2 separate regions of the Mus musculus genome follow, and region 2 is linked to region 1. The links are chromatin contacts, called in public HiChIP or PLAC-seq maps. All regions are on one chromosome and are shown on one strand. Each heading gives the region's core, a stretch centred on a gene start, on an enhancer-like site or on the middle of the called end of the contact. The rest is flanking DNA. Distances are from core to core; before and after follow the strand shown. Region 1 holds the start of Capn2 (calpain 2). Region 2 has its middle 28 kb from the start of Fbxo28.

Evidence for each region. HiChIP or PLAC-seq counts read pairs in DNA pulled down with a chosen protein or histone mark.
Region 2: an H3K4me3 HiChIP or PLAC-seq map of bone marrow-derived macrophages shows a contact between it and region 1, with 3 times the contacts expected there. The contact joins the enhancer-like site here to the promoter of Capn2 in region 1. A contact is called at or near these places in 5 of 39 promoter capture datasets (the C10 cell line, the HPC-7 cell line, HPC-7-derived erythroid cells and 3 more), 9 of 484 Hi-C or Micro-C datasets (ECoMG myeloid progenitors, the N1E-115 cell line, bone marrow-derived macrophages and 6 more), 17 of 115 datasets of contacts at active chromatin or transcription factors (CD8 T cells, the HPC-7 cell line, the NIH/3T3 cell line and 11 more) and 3 of 9 other capture datasets (embryonic stem cells, liver and macrophages).

Annotation. Positions count from the first base shown.
Region 1 is chr1:182,514,311-182,518,992 of GRCm38.p6, reverse strand. It overlaps Capn2 (calpain 2), which reads left to right and starts at 1,383. Exons shown (of 21, transcript NM_009794.4): 1 at 1,383-1,875. The coding sequence starts at 1,639.
Region 2 is chr1:182,367,161-182,371,944 of GRCm38.p6, reverse strand. No RefSeq gene overlaps it. Among named protein-coding and RNA genes, the nearest start is that of Fbxo28, 28 kb to the right of the region's middle. Within about 2 kb of position 2,059, at least 88 of the 459 cell types and tissues checked have an H3K27ac peak or open chromatin away from gene starts, as enhancers often do. A contact at or near this core is called in CD8 T cells, ECoMG myeloid progenitors, the HPC-7 cell line and 4 more, where this site is marked.

The sequences.
Region 1 (4,682 bases), core at 134-2,633:
CTCGACAGCCAGCATTTGTTTGCAGCATGGTGGTTTCTAAGCTTCATGGCTCTTTTCCGGAAGCTGTTCATTTTTTCCCACCATCTGATTTCCTTTGGCCCCACCCTGATTTTTTCTGGGCTCAGGATTCAAAAGGGAAGTGGGGGAAGATCCCAGACACCTGCCATGCCCAGGAGAGAATAGTGAGGTAGCAGTATCAACAGACAAGCCCTGGCTTTGCCACAGGGAGACAGACACTTTGATTCTTCCAGGAACAGTCATTTGCATATCACTGATATTTCAAGTTGCTACAATTTCCTGCAACTGACAGAGTTACAAACTATCTCAGAAACCATCAATGCTGAACCAAGATGAGGTTCAAACCAGGGTTTCTCAGCCTGGCACAGAGATCTTTCAGACTGCACTTTTCTTCCTGTTCTCTCTGTAGAGGGATGCCCTCCGCCCGACCATCCTTTAGTAGCACCTGGCTTCCACCCAGTAGAGGCCAGGAGCCTCCTTTGTCCCAGTTGTGACAATATGAGGAAAGTCTGCAGTTAGGGTCAAAAACCTTTAGGGTCACATTGGTGCGTGCGGGTTGCTTCCAGTTGAGAACCCGTGCTTTAAACCATTCATAGCACAAGCCCGCCCAGTTCTGTGTGTGTGAGTGGCAGCGAAAACTTTCATTGGACAGAGCGGTGGTACAGGCCACCAACAGGGGCTCTGTTCTAAATGGTGTCCCAGCAGCAACTCAATAAATCATCCCAGGTAAATCTGAGTTTTAGATAAGCATCACATTATTATTCTAACACAGGTTTGCCTCGGGTGATATTTGAGGGCTACGTATGCTAAAACCACACAATCCCCCAGCCCCTTTTCTTGAAATTTAGATTTAACAAGCATGGATTGTTTTGTTTTGTTTTTTTGTTTTTTTGTTTTTTGTTTTTGTCAAATTGTACAGCCCTACTTATGCACAAATAAGTAACTGCAGAGGCCCTGGGACCCTAAAATTCCTGTCTTGCTTTAATTTGTAGGGGTTACATCTTTGAACTTCTTTGGAGCTCAGTTTCTCATCTGTAAGATGGACACACCAGTAGCCATTTCTCACAAATTTGGGGGTGGTAGGTAACATGTGTGCCCAGAGCCTGCAGAGCTCTCTTTCGATCCTGAGCCCAATGAGTGGCAACTGGCTTAGTCGCCGCGCTCCCTCCCTCATCCGCTCCTGACTCATCCGATGTTTTCTGGACAGTCATTGCTGAGTTTCGCCCAGCCTTACTCCCCAATGGCTGGGGTTTGACAACTTCGCTCCCCAACTTGCGATTGTCGTCCCCCCAACACCCCCCGCTCGCCCTCCCCACCGGGCCGCGCCATCCCGAGAGCCGTCCGAAGGTGGCAGCATCGGCCCCGTAGTCCTCACGGTCGGGCTGGCACTGTGCAGGTCGCCGGCGAGCCGCGTCCGGAGCCCGGCGCCGAGCAGGCCTGGGGAGGCGGAGGCCACACCCCGCGCACGGCCCAGGCGCTTCCCGCCGGTGAATCATCCCCGCAGCAGCGGCTCCCGCAGTCCGCTGCAGCGCCCCGGGCCCGGCCGCGCCCCAGCCGAGTGCCGTGCCCCGCCTCTCCGCGACCCCTTTCTCCGTGCAGTGCGCCAACCGGATCGCTACCATGGCGGGCATCGCGATAAAGCTGGCCAAGGACCGCGAAGCGGCCGAGGGGCTGGGGTCGCATGAGAGAGCCATCAAGTACCTCAACCAGGACTACGAGACGCTGCGGAACGAGTGCCTGGAGGCCGGGGCGCTCTTCCAGGATCCTTCCTTCCCCGCCCTGCCGTCATCCTTGGGCTATAAGGAGTTGGGGCCCTACTCCAGCAAAACTCGGGGCATCGAATGGAAGCGGCCCACGGTAGGAAGCGCGAGGGGAACAGGCAGGGCCGGCAGGGCCTGGAAGGGCACTCGGGGTTCCGGGAGGCTGCAAGTCCCTGGCTCCCCGGCTCGGTAGTCCCTGCTTAGTAGTGCTCCGCGATTGCTGCTAAGGGGACTCCCTATGCAGACTGAGGCCCAGCCAGTGGACCTGCCCCAAGCTGCGCGCAGAGCGCTTCGCAGGACAGGACCCCAAATCCCATTAGTGGACACGCCCTGGAGGCTGCCTTCGGCTTCACAAAGCCGCAGGGACACAGGGCCGCTGGGGTGAAACTTTTACTGGACTCTAGTGGTGATCTGAGTGAGGGTGGAGACACTGCTCGGCAGTAGGGGTGGGGGTGGGGATATCAGAGTAGGATAGAAGACTCGGGACTGCTGGGTGGGTGGGGGCAAGGGGTGGGCACAGCCTGGCTCTGGCTGACAAAGGTGGTCACAAGTACATGTGGCACTTGTAAATGCAAGTACATGTATTTATCCAGCGTGGGTTTTGTCTGGCTCTCAAAGTGCAGTTAGAGGACTCTTTAACTTAAAGAACTGAAGGGTAGCTTAAAGAATCGATGGGCTCCAATGATTCTGTTACTCATTATTTTGCTGACCTAGAGTCCTCACCCGGAAACCTCTGCTCAACTCCTAGATACTCCTGTCCTAACCCTCAGAGTCTCTGCCCTTAAGCCCTTCCCGTTCCCTTGTGGTTTCAATCGCCAGTGGATGCCCATGGGACCCTCACTTGACTTTTCCCAGGAACTGAGAGGAAGTCTAAACTTCTAGATTCCTGTTAGGACAATGGACATTCATACCCTGCTTCTATCCTCTTGGTTCCCCCAGGCTGCTTTTGTTACTGAGTCTAGTCTGAAAGTACCAGAGACTAGCGGGGGTATAGCTCAGTTGGTAGTCTTTACTTAGCATGCATGAAGCCCTGGGTTCTATCCCAAGCACCATATAAAATCAGGTGCATGCTAATATATGCCTGCCATTCCAGGACTCAGGAGGTGGAGATGGGAGGATGAGAGATTCAAAGCCTGGGGCCACAAAGATGGCTCATTGAGTAAGGGCTTTGGTGGTCATTTCTAATGACCTTAGTTCTGTTGCAGAACCCACCTGGAAAAAGAGAACCAACTCCCCCAAAATTTTTCTCTGACCTTCATATGCACACTGTGGCGCACACGTGCAGAATCTCACAGGCACGAATGTGCACACACACAAAATAAATACTAATAACAACAGAAGAAGATGGAGGCTGGCCTTGGCTATACAGTGAGTTCATTTGAGGCCAGCTTGGACCACATGAGAACTTGACTCAAATTTGAAGATAAGTGGCAAGGAAGACTAGAGAAGTCTCTGTGGAACAGGATTCAGAGCACCTGGGTACCCAGGGTGAATCACTGGCTCTCCCTTCCTCACCTCAGCCGGGCATGGTGGTACACACCCTTGATTGAAGCCCTCAAGACACTTTGTAGCTTTGGCTGTTTAGTAAGTTCTAGGCTAGCCTGAGCTACACAGTAAGACTGTGTCTCAACATTAAATGAAGATAAAAATAAGACCAATGAGGCCACTCTGTTTTCTCTCTTGTCTACCACACTTGGTGCAGCTGCTGCGGCTGCTTCGGTTTCCTGGAGACACCCCGCTCTTCTCTCTTACCCTCCTCATCTCCCAGGCATGCTCTTGCCCCAAGTCTGGCTCATTTACATTCTTTCAAAGTCTCCTCCTTCGAGAGTTGTTCCTCACCCTGCTGCTCTCTGCCCTGTGCACATTCCTGCCCTGGGGTTGTCACCATGAACACACGCAGTCACATGTTTTCTCGCTGAGCTGTTCTGTGTTATTTGCCATGTGCTCTCAGTGTCTTGCTGGAGTAGCATCCCTTCTCAATATCCATTCATTCATTCATTCATTCACTCATTCACTCATTCACCAGCATTTAGGGAGTGCTTACTCTAGCCCAGGCATTGAGACATCCACAACAAACCACTGACTGTTTAAAGAATGAATGAATGAATGAATGAATGAACGAACAGTCATTGTGAGCCTCAGATGACATCCTGGCCGGGGAGACTATTCACATACCAGAGAACACATTCCTCACATTTGCATACTGTTTTACGACTTACTTTTTATCATTTCTGTGGTTAGGAGACACCCTAATCAGAAGCAACTGAAGGGAGAAAGAATTTACTTGGCTTAAAATTCCAGGTTACAGCACATCATTGAAGGGAAGTTAAAGCAGAAACTCAAGGCTGAGGCATGCTTACAACCCACACACATCTGAGTCCACCAACGTTCCATTCAATCAATGAGCAATTATTGAACACTTATTATATTCCAGGCACCGTATACTTAGTTTCTGTCTCTGAAGCCCAGAGAGGGCAGAAGTGTCCTTCAACAGGTGATAGTAAAGCCTTTGGGCCTCCTGAGTAGAAAGACAGAGTTCCAGAGCCACCTCAGGGACACTGCCTAGGGCAGGCTACACACATCATCGGACAGTTGGAAAAAACAAAGCTTGGGAGTGTCAACCTTGCTCAGAACAAATCAAGTCTGCATTCATGGTTGGGCTAGCTGTCCTGACCTGTCCTGTCATACCCTGGTGGGGCCAGGCAACAGGAATAACAACAACAATAATAAAATAATAATAATAATAATAATAATAATACTAATAAAGTGGCTACTGGAGTCACTAGCTGGTTTTTGGAGACTGAAATAGAGCAAAGTCATTGAATGGGAGAAGGGAAGGGACCAGACAGGCTGCAGACCCTGGAGGAGGAGAAATGGAAGGGAACTAGGTGTTTCACTTATTTA
Region 2 (4,784 bases), core at 810-3,309, 150 kb after region 1:
AGAATCTCATCGCAGGCCACATCACCATGCCAGCCTGTAACTCATCATGTAGCCTGGGCTGGCCTTGAACTCACAGCGATCTTCCTGCCTCATTTTCTTGAGTGCTAGCTACATCGTAGGTCTGAACGACACCTAGCCTAATGTTTGTTTAAATTTTACTCTATTTCATTTTTTATCATTGTGTGTGAGAGAGCCAGCAGAGAACTCTCAGGGCTGGGCCTACTCCTTCCTCAATGAACTCAAGGGATGGAACTTAGGTGGCCAGGCCTGTGTGGCAGGAGCTTTCACCCACTGAATTATCTTGGTGGCCCTCTTTTTTTTTTTTTTTTTAAGAAGGCAGATTTAAGCTGAAAAGGTAAGGTTTGTTTTGTGGTTTAGTTCAGGTTTTTGCAAGTATTGTAGTCATAGGATGGTGGTACTTTAACTGGGGGAGCAGGGGAGGCAGAGGACCCCAAATTTCAAACCCCAATTGTTATTAAGCACTCCCCGCTATGGAGGAACTTAGGAAAAAGGTTGAGGAAATGAGCGGTGAGTTCCAGTTTGACGTAGGTTTGGATAACGAACAGAGGAGGCTGGTATCTCTCTTGCAGCCGCCCAGCAGATGCTGAGTAGAGTCACTAAGATGACGGGGGACGGCTGCCATGCTTGGTTTATGAGAGCATGCTAGACACATCTGAGGCCAGCACCCACGGAGCCTGTCTGATGTTCTGAGTAGTAAGTTATGACGCTAACAACAAACACAGGGCGGGGCTTCTTTAGGGCCGATATAATGTGCTGGGCAGACTCGAACTCAGACAAAGAGATTAGTGAACCTTGACGCATACAGTGCAAAATGGGAGTGGCTGAAAAAGCCCACTGATGAGGACATGAGACAGAACCAGTGTGCCAGGTGTGGCGGCTCAGACCTATAATCCCAGTACCTGGGTGGCTGAGGCAGGAGCATTGCAGCATGTTTAAGTCCAGCCTGAGTTACAAAAATCAAAGCAAAGAAAGAGGAAGGAGAGAGGACACCGAGTGCCTTCTGCCAGAACTCACGGTGACAACTAATTGTGAGTGTGTTGTCGCTGTTCAGGTGGCCCCGACATGCCACACACACACATGCCACACACACACACACACACACACACACACACACCCCAGCAGGTTCCTGAGGGCTGGGTGAGAAAAGAAGCTGCATCCTGAGCAAATTGCTGAACCCCTCCCCACCCCCACGCAGGCAGCAGATAAAGGATTCCTCCACAGTCTTTCAGGACTTCCAATCCTCCCTGGCCTCTGCCAGAAGATAGTTTTTCTTCAGTCCTCAAGGAGCAGCAGCAAGTCTATACTGGAGTAGGCATGCTCAGACCTTCCTGGCTTCATGAGTTCAGTTCCTGCTCCCCTTGTTATGAACTGCACGAGGCACACAGTAATATAAGTTCAGATCAGTCTGGGACAGCACAGGAGATGCTGGCTTTGAAAATGTCCCTGGTGGCTTGGGAACCTGCTGTATTTTCATTCATGTATTCATCCATCCATCCATCCATCCATCCATCCACCCATCCGTCTGTCCATCTATCCATCCATCTATCCTCCCACACTCACCTCTATCAAATGCAGAGCTAGGCAAGTGCTCTAGCTACCACCAAGGTACATCCCAGCTTATGCAAAACTGTCTACTAGCCTTTTCCCTAGAGAAAATGTTGGGTATAATTCATACAGCTACACATGGTACAGACCCCTTCTGACATCACCATTACATCATCTTGAAGTACGAACCAAAGAGACGCAGTCAGTTTTAGAGGAGTTTTCTTGTTTGTTTGTTTTTACCTAATGTCTTTTGAATTCAGGTATGAACCTCCTGCAATTGCCTGTGTCAGGCCCTATAGCTCGCCACCAGCTTCACAGGTCAGATTCTGAGCATGTGGATTAAAGGAAAGGCTGTGGGTGCTCCGGGAACTCTTCTCTGCCCACAAAAACCACAACCTGGATACATCTTTACCGGGAGAGGAAATATCAGCTTTTTCTGAAAAGCAGCATGACCTAATAGAGAGCTCTCTGCCTCCAGCTTCCTCTGTAATTGCCAAACACAGCCTTCCACGTCTCCTAGAATTGGCTTTAGAACTGCATGACCAGCTGGCACAGAGATGCATACCTGCAAGCCCAGCTTTGGAGGCAGGAGGATTGCTTGACCCAGGGTTTGAGGCCAGCCTGAACAACAAATTGATCCCCTACTTCCCAATAGTGTACTTCTGATCTGAAGATGAGGCCAACAGAAAGTGTGACTGGTGTGTTTTCCTGCGGAATACATAAAACCACAAGGGCTCTCGGGGTCACTGCTGTTTCTCAATTCTTCCTAGAAGGAAGTAGGACGAGCATACCAGAAACCCGATTTCTAAGTGCTTGCCTATGGCACTGGCTTGGTAGGACTTCTTCTACAGGCATCTCCAAGAAAAGCAGTTCAGGGGTTAGAGGTACAGCTCAGTAGAAGAGCATTTGTCTAAGATGCAGAAAGCCCTGTGTCCAATCTCCAATAACGGAGACCGCGTGAGAGAGAGGCAGACAGACAAACAGAGAGACAGACAGACAAAGACAGAGATTTTAAAAGTCAATTTCTGAGCTAGTTCAGACTCTAAGAGAGGCTGTGACTCAGAAGAGTGAAGTTAAATACCCTTTTAAAAATTTTCCCAACCATGCTTTTAGACGGGTCCCTTACCTATTTCCTCCTTTCTCATTTCAGAGACATCCGGGAAGACTCCGGGGATACGGTTATTATACTCAAGCCCTGCCAAGAAACAATTGTAAGAAAAGGAGCTATTTTGACTGGGTCAAGAGGAATAATTATGCTGCCTAAAAATACACCGAGTCTGAGGGAAGAAAATGAGAAGCTTTATGAAGAAGGTGAGCAGCACTTCCTCTCTGGCCACCTTTCAGCGCTGTGTGGTTTACTCTAATAGCAGCCTGTCGTTTCAAGCCAGATGATTCAGTGGCCAGGCCACAGCTCACAGAGCATTTCATCTGCGGACATCCGTCCTGCCTGTGAAGAAATGGGCATTTAGTCATGCAAAGGAAAACGATACCCTCCTGACCAGTGTCCAGCCAGAAGACACTGGTCGTCTGCTTTTACTTGCAAGCAGATGAAAGGGAGCCGGTGGGGCTGGACCTGGTCATTAGAGAGCCTGGCTTCTTTCTGATGGTCCAACAGGACAGGTTGTTTCAACTTTTACACATCAAGACCTGAAACTGAAGCGTGAGAATCTACTATCGTAACTGCCCTCTTCCTATGCCTCCACTGAACTGCCTTCCCCGCAGGAGTGTAAGGGGATGGATGAACTGGTGTTTGGGGCAGGAGAATCGTGAATTATGAGGTCACCACACTGCATTTTCCTGCTTAATTGAGAGGAAGTGCAGCATTCTTTCAGACCTATTTTCTGACTAAGTCAGCAGACCCCACCTAGAATCTGACCTCTTCTCTGAACAGATAACCACAGAGTCAAATGATTTCCAGACTCATAGCCATGTGCTGCTAGATGTCTGGACCTGGCTGCTTGGATCAGAACTTTTTGCCTGTGGCTTCTCTACAATACCTGGCTCAGTCTCAAGCTCCAGCAGCAGCGCATGCCTGGACCTTTGCTGTGCACGTACACGGCTCGCCTTCTGCTCAATTATTACCTTCACTTTTAGACTCCTGGATCAGGCCAGTCCTTACAATGTGGAGACAATGGAGACATTGTCAGTTTGAAAGAGCCAGACCCAGAGTTCATGATTAAAGAGGAGAGACAGCCCAAGGTTCAGTGAGCATGCTTACCAAGGACGTAAGGCTTCCTGTAAGCCTTACATGTCCTCATTACATATGTGCGCTTCATCAATTGTAGGTGCCATTTGGACTCTAAAAGGTGATCATCTCAGGACTTACATGTAGAGCACATTCCTTAAAAAAGTGTGCTTACTCCCAAGGCAGGATTATATAGTTACCTGTTGCTGTGCCAACAGTACCACGTAAGCCACAAGGACAATAAGCTCACTGTTCCTCTAAGACCCGAGTGCTTAGAAGCTACAAGAAGGGCATAAATTCTAGGAAACACCCAGAATGCGCAATTGCATGCGTCTCCATGGTCTGTGTTCTGGTTCTAGGTGTTCAAATGTGTTAGGTGTCTGAGATAAGAAGGGCATTTTGGACAATAAAAAGTTACCAGTATGGACCAAAAGGAATGTTCCACTGGGATCAGAAGGTTTGGTTGGAGGACTTCCCTGGGCACTGATTGGATGGCTTCTGATTTCTCTCTAAAATGAGGGAAAGTGCTTCTAGATCCTACTCAGAGCCAGAAAATAGCTTAGAAGTTACTTCATTCAACCACTAACCTTCCAGGGACAGGGGGAGCTTTCTAGTTACCAACCCATACCCTTTCCAGATGGATCGTAGTAGGAGAAAGGTTTTTGAGTTTTCAGCAGACACCCTCTCCTCTCTGCACTATCCAAATTCTAGCCTTTCACATGGCATCACCCAAACTCACTCCTTCAACCCAGGTGACTTTCTGTGTTCTCCTCCTGTAGTGTGTGTCATAACCCAGGTCCGACATTCCTCATCTGATGTTTTCAGCCTCTTCTCTGCCCGTTCACTCTTTTCCATTTCTGTCATAAGCTCTCATCATTCGCGACAAAGAGCAGGGCAGAGGAGGCCACAGAGTTCACTGACAAACACCAAGAATAGGGATCATTCTTTCCAAACACATCTCCTGTCCTGAGCGTTATGCTCCTATTAATGTAGCCCACATCACATTTTTACCATTTGAAGAATGATCAGATCA